3 separate regions of the Zea mays genome follow, and all the other regions are linked to region 2. A link is a contact called in public Hi-C data. All regions are on one chromosome and are shown on one strand. The core of a region is the stretch at or near the end of the contact, and the rest is flanking DNA. Distances in the headings are between cores, read along the strand shown. Region 1 holds the start of LOC103626447. Region 2 holds the start of LOC100193563 (WD repeat-containing protein 50). Region 3 holds the start of LOC100280322.

The links. A called contact is a pair of places that touch in the nucleus more often than the background predicts.
Region 1: a contact with region 2 is called in a Hi-C map of ear, with 2.0 times the contacts expected there. The contact joins the promoter of LOC103626447 here to the promoter of LOC100193563 in region 2. A contact is called at or near these places in 2 of 25 Hi-C or Micro-C datasets (ear and leaf).
Region 3: a contact with region 2 is called in a Hi-C map of ear, with 3 times the contacts expected there. The contact joins the promoter of LOC100280322 here to the promoter of LOC100193563 in region 2. A contact is called at or near these places in 4 of 25 Hi-C or Micro-C datasets (bundle sheath, ear, leaf and 1 more).

Annotation. Positions count from the first base shown.
Region 1 is chr5:62,144,127-62,146,826 of Zm-B73-REFERENCE-NAM-5.0, reverse strand. LOC103626447 reads left to right here and starts at 1,426. Exons shown (of 5, transcript XM_008646858.4): 1 at 1,426-2,700. The coding sequence starts at 1,768.
Region 2 is chr5:62,389,078-62,391,777 of Zm-B73-REFERENCE-NAM-5.0, reverse strand. LOC100193563 (WD repeat-containing protein 50) reads left to right here and starts at 1,304. Exons shown (of 2, transcript NM_001138672.1): 1 at 1,304-1,365.
Region 3 is chr5:62,639,315-62,642,014 of Zm-B73-REFERENCE-NAM-5.0, reverse strand. It overlaps LOC100280322, which reads right to left and starts at 1,416. Exons shown (of 15, transcript NM_001153248.1): 1 at 1,063-1,416; 2 at 756-838; 3 at 601-675; 4 at 154-221. The coding sequence starts at 1,249.

The sequences.
Region 1 (2,700 bases), core at 177-2,676, 250 kb after region 2:
CCTTCCAAGATTTCTCACATTTTCACTTGTGTTATTGTTCGTAAGTTTGATACATATTTTAAAGGAACAATCAAGTGAATAGTTCTCTTCTTCTCTCTACCTCTATTCATCTCAACTTGGTTTTGGTTTCTACTAACACTTGTTATAAACCAAGTTGGTCTTGTTTAGAGTTAATTTTTGCAGGATCACCTATTCACCTCCTCTAGGTGCTCTCAAGTCTGACAGGAGCGGACAACCGCCGCTGGGAAATGACCTGGGAACTGACAGATCCGACGCCAAATCAAACACCTAGCCACCCTGCTCCATCGCCCTTAGCCGCAATGCGGTGGACCTCATTGCAAACGATGGTGCGGATGACGCTCACCTCGACAACCTCACAGAAGGGAAGCTTCCTCCCGTCTCGTGCCACGACACGACAGCGCTTTCTAGCCGCCCCGCACACATCTTACGTCTGCGCTTCTTCTTCACGTTGCCCACCCACACCTCCGATGCCCCTCCGACCAGCTCGACCTCATCCCTTGCAGGGGCACCCCGAATCGGATCTAGGCACGAGTGTATCTAGAGGCGTAGGTCGAAGGAGAAGAGGGCGTCACGGCGGGCTTGAGGTGCACGTCAGGGAGGAGAGGGCCGGTCGCGACGGGAGTGGGGAGTGCGAGTCATCCAACTGAAAAGGGAGGGGGATGCGGTGGCTGTCTCAGAAGGAGGGCAACAAGCACGGACCAGTTCGAGAGACGGATGGGGGCGCCAGGGCCCTGTGCGTGTGGAGGATGACACATGGAGCGAGGGGAGCGAGCGAGGACTGCGCAGTGGATAGGAACACGACGAGGACGTCGAGCGGGTTCCATGCGTGGGCACAGGGAGGAGACACGCCGGCGCACACAGGGTATGAACACAGGCTAGTTTGGGAGCCACAAAACCAGAGAGGATTGGAGGAGCTAAAATCCCTTTATTATTCAATTTTGAATAAGGAGATTTTATTCACTTCAATCCCCTCCTGTTTTGTCTCCCAAACTAGTCGTTAATAGAGTAGTAATATATATGTTTTTTTTGTCCGGCGGCGGTAGAATCAAGTACGTGTAGAGGCTAGAATACAATTTACTGTACACACCAGGTGGCAGTGGCACACACTGGATCCAGCAGTTAATGTGGAGGCTCTTAACGTGTTTAAGGGGGTTATTTGCAAAAAAATCTTAGTGTCGTCTCTCCGTGAAGAGACGTCTCTAGCTCGTAAACCAAGTAGCAACAGACGCCTCACTTCGCACTGTACGAATTTGTCGTCTGTTCTATCGATCTGATGTTATACAAATACATTTAATTCTGTATTTATTAATAGACTATATTTATAGACAGTCCATTGTACAATAGAGTCTCTTAGTTGTCTTCTGTGCTTGGAGAACCGTTTTAGTGTCTCTCCACTGTACTACATGCCCTAACAACAGGAGGCATAGAGAGAGGGAGCACTCCTCTTATCTGTGTCGTCGCCTCGTCGGTTCCTTCGCCACTCGCAAGTCGCAACCAAACCCTCGCATACAGCCGCAGCGCCAAATCTCGCCGCCTCCGGGGCTACAAGCGCGCCGCCGCCGCCTCCGCTGACGGGGACCACGGAAGGACGCGCCGACACCGGATCTCCGAACGCACGCCACTGAACTGACGCGGGACTTGGTTTGGGTGCTCGATTGCGCCTCCCGGAAGAGGGAGAGCCCCCGCCGGATTTAACCAGACACACCGAACGCGCAGCTCCTCCGCGCCGGGGGCCGCAGAGAATTCATGCTGCCGAGGTCCCGCATTCGGGGCCGTGACCCGCCGCCGTCGGGAGGACGCTACCGCCGCCGATCTCCGGCCCCGCCGTCACCGCGCCACCAGCGCCGCCCGCGTGACCCGCCCTATCCCCAGCCGAAGAGGCGCAGCTCCGAGCTGCCGCCGCCGCGGCGATACGACGAGAATCCCCTCCCCAGCGGCTTCGCCGCCGCTGCCGAGAGGCGTTCGCGCGGCGACATCCTGCTCGAGGCCGGCCGCCTGGCCGCTCACTACTTGGTCGCCGAAGGCCTCCTCCCCGAGCACGTTCTCCTGTCAAGGGAGGACCCAAATCACAATCACAGTTACCGCCCCGAGCCTCCCGTTCCCGTTCCTGCCCCGGTTCCCGCTCCCGCTCCCTCCAGCTATGGGAGGAAGAGAGACGAGGACGACGGCCCCAGGTGGCGGCGGAGTGGAAGTGGAGCCGGGGACCTGGACCGTGGCTCAAAGTGGGACGACAACAGGGAAGCCAAGAGGTCGGGGTGGGACAGGAGGAGCCACAGCTTTGACGAGAGGCGTAAATACAACGATGGCGGTGACGTTGACCGGGGTGGCCGCCGGACACGCGACTACAATGAGCTGAAGAGACCACCAATGTCAAGGTCCTATTCGCATAACGATCGCCGGGCTTTGGCTGATGGCACAGTTGATCGGAGGAGGAGAAGTAGAAGCAGGAGCAGGACGAGGGGCTACTACACTGGCAGCAGGAGAGATCCAGATCTGCGAGCAGGCACTCGAGATTTGGATCGCACCAAGGTGACAGACTCTGGCGCTGTTCCTGCTGCTGGTGGTGATGGAGGCATGCACAATGTGGATGCCAACGAAATACCAAGGCAGCCGAAGGTGCCTGGTTCAGTGGTGGTTTCGGAGACGGATGACAGCGCTGTTGAAGCTGTGGCTATCGAA
Region 2 (2,700 bases), core at 55-2,554:
ATGATCAAGAGATGGAGGGGAGCGCTAAGGAATCAATCTTACCGGCGGATGACGCGTAGAGACCCGAGCTCCGGTACGCGACGCGTCCGCAGAGGATTCCCCGCGACGGTGGACAGCCCAAGGCACAACAGTGAATGGCTCGAAGATTTGGTGGCGATAAGAGCGCAACGAGAGCGGCGAGGTCGTGGGCCCGATACTTGTAGGCGAGGTCGGGTACTTGCAGCTAAACAACTCCGAAGCTAGCGGCTGGATACGCGACATGCGCGGAGGTGGGCGTTGCGCGGGGAAGACGGCAGCGCGCGGTCGCTGAGAGGCTGCTCGGTGGGCCCCACGGAGAAGCCACACGAGTGAGAGAGCGTCTGCCCAAGGGCCCCGCATGTTAGAGTAACGGCGCGCGTGGAGAATAAGTTGGGCCGCGCGAGTGAGTGGGCCGGTCGAGGTAAAGTGAGCCCGAGCGCAACCCTTTTTCCTTTTTATTTTCTTTTCTTTTTTTCTGATTTATATTTTCCCCTTCTCATTTGAATTCAAATTTCAAACACAAAGTCTGTTGATAAATTCTCCTCAGATTGAAAGTATAATTTAAGGGAAATTTGGATCCATACCATTAAAAGATCACCACTTTGGATCCATACCATTACTATCTCACTTACATGTGGGTCCACATGAGTCAATGACATGTGGGGTCCATGGTATATATCTAAAGTTTGGATCTTTTAATGGTATATATCCAATTGTTCCATAATTTAAACATACTAGTCTTACTTTTATTTATAATATTTATTTTGTTTATATTTTTTTGTGTACTTCTTTTCCTCCCTCTCCACATTTCTTTAGAGTTTTGTTTTCCAAATTTAGAGTTTAAATTCCATTTGTCTATTAATATATTAATATTTTGTTAATACCACATTTATTTTATTATCCATATATGCACAATCAAGTAAAAACTCGGCATGATGCATGACTTATTTAGGTGTCATAGGGTTATTTACTAACGTTTGAGGTATTTGTTCACATGCTATAATAAATGGAGGCAAACATATACATGTAAAACAACTATATTCTCTTTTACACTTTTTGGGTAAGTATTATACATCCGTACGTTTTGAAAAAACTGCGTAGAACGTCCGTTTTGGATGTTTAAGCGACGTGTAAACGTCGGAACCCACGTTCTCAACGTTTTACCCGTTCTACGGATGTTCTGTGCGTCTATGAGTTCTTGGGCCTTAATGGGCCTTTAACCAGCAAGCTTGCTCCGGCCGCCAAACTGCCCACACGCACAGCCCTAGCCGCCAAACTGCCCACACGCACAGCCGCGGAGCAGCCAGAGCCAGACGCTGCCGCCGTCGGCCGTCCTCCGCCCTCCAGGTACGCCGCCGCCCCCCTCCTCCCTCCTCCGGTCCTCCCTCCACCTACAGCCGCCAGTGCGCAGTGCTCCAGGGCACCAGGTCACACCGTCTCGTCCTCCCTCTGAGCCGCCGAGAAGCAGACCAGGGCACCAGGCGACTGGGCGAGAGGCGACCACCGAACAGGTCCAGCCGTCCAGGCACGTCGGCGACGTCATAGACTCGTTGTCCAGGCACGTCATAGACTCGTTGTCCAGCCGCCCTCTCTCCAAACGCCCAGCACATCCCTCTCCCAGCCTCCGGCGGTCCGGCCCTCCGCCGTCCCTCTCCCTCTGACCTCTCCAGGCTCCCAGCCTCCGCCGTGCAGGGGCTGCTGTCCACGGGCCACGACTCCTCGCTGCACGGCTGCACCAGCACGGGCGTGTGACAATCTCAGGGTATTCATATTTTTCATTTCACTTCGTTTCGCTCGTGGCAGCTCCTTGGACGCCCGCCTGTTTCTGTTCAGCGCAGGCAAGGGCACCAAGCCTCCGCCGTCCAGGCCTCCAGGGGCTGCTGTCCACAGGCGGACAGGCCGCACTCTCTGCTCCTCGCAGCACCAGCATTGGTTGTAATAGTCTATGCGTGCTAAGTGATCCTGATGTGAGCAAGTGATTATGAATATGTGTTCTAAACTTAATATTGTGTCATGTGTGCTAGTAGACTTATATGGCTTCTTATGTTAGCCAAGAGCCTACCCAAGACTTATGTGCTACATTAAACTATGTGTGCTCTGGATTTACATGGCTTTTATCTATGTTTAATTAAGACTTGGGTTTGCAATTTTTTATTTTTGTTAAGTTTTGAATATATGGTTTCATGGTGTGATTTTACCAAACAAAAATATCGGTTCCCGTCCGATTTCGTTTTCGATTCCCGTATTTATCCCGTTCGTTTTCGTTACCGATATATCCCGTTTTTGTTTTCGTCCCGCAAGTTAAATATGAAAATGGAAAATGAAAACGGTAGAGGTATTTTTCCGACTGTTCCCTACCGTTTTCATCCCTACTGATTGTCCTCATTAACTGGACCTGTTTATGTAGTGTTTCGTTTATCTTATTATGCAGTATTGTAGAGATAGACAGAGACTTCTTCCTTTGTGTTATTGTTCTCCGGACATATAAAGCAGTATAGGAGGATCATGTTATTCTGCTCATCTACAATCATATCTGACTACAAATTGTTGTCATGGTCCTGCTACACCTGTCATGTTTGCTATGAACTATCCATTTTCTAGTTTGGAGGACTAACCTGTTGCATTTTTTGACAGAAACTACCCATAACTCTCCTTACTGCTTTTAATATGTTTTATTTATTT
Region 3 (2,700 bases), core at 167-2,666, 250 kb before region 2:
AAAGACAATGATCAGTAACACCACTTAATCTTGTGCTGAAGGGTTCATGTAAATGAGTGTAATAACATATCTGAACAGGATTTATTTGGGTACTTCCACTGTTTCATCACACAGATTCAACAATGAAAAAAATCATGATCAAGATATCCTTACCCAATTAAAGATGTCGCATATCGCAATTGCAATCTCTTAACATCATAAATCTCTACGAGACGGAGCCTCTGCAAGGAAAATACAAACCACACAAGTTTAGTGATTTCTCAAGCCTGAAGGACAATGAAAGAAAGCAAGTGTCATTTCCACATGTCACACATTCTCAAAGATTATTTCCCCTATACAGAAATTATAATTACTAACCATGACGAGTTCCTTTTCTCAGTGATGCAAACTACAAAATCTACATGTTATGCATAACACACTCAAAAAACAACATCAAGCCACAAGGGTTGGGGGTAGGCTAATGGATAACACACTCCAATTCATTTTGCAAAAGTGGTCCACTAGTCTTAGTTAATCTCCACGTACATCCTCAATTCAGCATTGGCGATGTCCGAACAAAATCCTAATAATGTAATAAACTAGCTACTAGCCCGAGCATACCTGGGACCAAGGATCAAAGCGTAGGTGAAATCCATGGTCCGGAAAGCTAATGACAAAGTCCAGCTTGAGAGGCTCCTGAAGCCACAGAACCAACAACGCCGATCAGGTAAGAATATTTTGGCATCCAACAAACGCGTGCACCTCGTCTCACAAACCTCGTCGAAGTATTTCACGTGGACAACGTCGTAGATATTCGGCTGCCGCTCTATCTGTGTAAACGCATCCGATATCGGCATGCCTGCACCGATTGCGAAGTCGGAATTGGGTCAAAGTTTGTAAATCTAATTAAACTCCTACTCTACTTAAGAGAGTAAAGTTTGTAAATCTAATTAAACTCCTACTCTACATAAGAAAGAAAGTCTTTTTGAGTGTTTTCCCTTCCCTGCAAACGGAGAGGCAAAGCAAGGAAGCAGCCAGAGACCGCCTATTCCTGCCGGGGCGTCGGGTGGTTAGGGTTCTCACCGAGGGTGAAGGGGCCGACGCCGAGCCCGGGGCGGAGGTCAAGCGTGATGGCTCCCATGGCCGTGCCCTCGCACCGCCGCCGCACCGGCAGCGTGGCCTGGGACGGCATCCCAACCGCCGCCCCAGCCGCCACCGCCGTGGCGGCGCCGCCACCTCCCGCCATCGCCGGGGACCTCTGCGCCTGCATCCTGAAGTCCACCTCGCGGCCCCCTACTTCCTCCTCGACGACGGTTTATTCTTCGGCGTGCTGATGGACTCGATCCGATGGGATTCGCGTGGGATTGCGTCTACTCCACCCTCGCGCGCGGTGAGGGCTTATTAGTTAACGAGAAACCAGCGCGGGACTCGGCTTCGTATGACAGGCGGGCCCGGAGCCGCTACTGGCTGTGGCCCTACAGGCGAGACCCGGATGTCGGCGATAGAATCGCGTGTGCACCGGCGTCGTCACCTCGGGCCTTTTGCGCCGGATTCGTGCGGCCGGAGGAGACGTGGCGGATTCGGAGTGGAGAGCACTGCTGTTTGCTGCGAGCGGTAGGTTTGCTTCTTCTGTGGTTGCTTGTCGTTTGGAGTTTGAGTTAGGCTATAGCCAAGCCAACTATTGTTGTGCACTGTGTTATAATGTAGATTGTTTTATTTATATATTTAAGTTTAAAATAAAAAGATGTGGAGATAGCTTTAGAACAACTTCAAGAGTTCGCTAAATTATTATTTGTAGAGTTATTTGCGTAAAATCACTTTCTATATTTTTTTCAATTTCCAAGTCTTTCTATATCTTATATACACTCTAGATAGTCATTCACATAATCACATTTCTATATTTGGCTAGCGAGAAATCCGGAATAGAATATGACTATATTTGGATAGTCGTTTTGCTAGTCTGTTGGAGGGTTTTTTTTTAAAAACTTTATTTATATAGATTAGGAAGAATATAGAGCCTCTTAGGCTATCCGCAAGCGTTACCCCTAAATTTTTCCCCTATATCACTTTTTTGGGTCACATCATCAACATTTCACCCCCTATTTTTTCATCTCCCGCAGTGGTTCCCCCTAAATACTCCCTCTATACCCCACTACAACTATAAAATATCATTTTCTATATTAACTATCAATTTTTTATCTACTAACAATTACTCGTGGACCCACATCACAATGATGTAGGGGATGAATAGTGATCCCCTAGATTGAGAGAGAGAGAGAAGGGGACCGCGCGCTAGGGGGCTCTGCAGGGGGCAGCGCTGCGCGCGTGGAGCGCCCCCTGCAGGCGCCATGCAAGGGGAGAGGAGTGGCTGGCGGCAACCGCTGCAGTCAGCCTTAGAGTTGCTCTTAAGATCGACTCTATGTTAACTAAAGTTTATGTTATGTATAATTTGGATGAGTTACCTATTTAGATACACCTAGATTTTATCAATCAAATCCTTGTTTAACATGGGCTGTGTTTTTAATTAAGTAGTTATTCCAGTTGCTATAACTTTAGGTTTATGTTGGTTTTCATTAAAGATGATGATGTTCTTAAGTTTATGTTGTGTTGTTAATTATAACAAGATCATACTTGTTAATTAGAATATGGAGAACCACCCAAGAATAAAGTGCAACCATGAGTGTTATTATGTGCTCTAACTTTGGCAATTAGCTCAATATG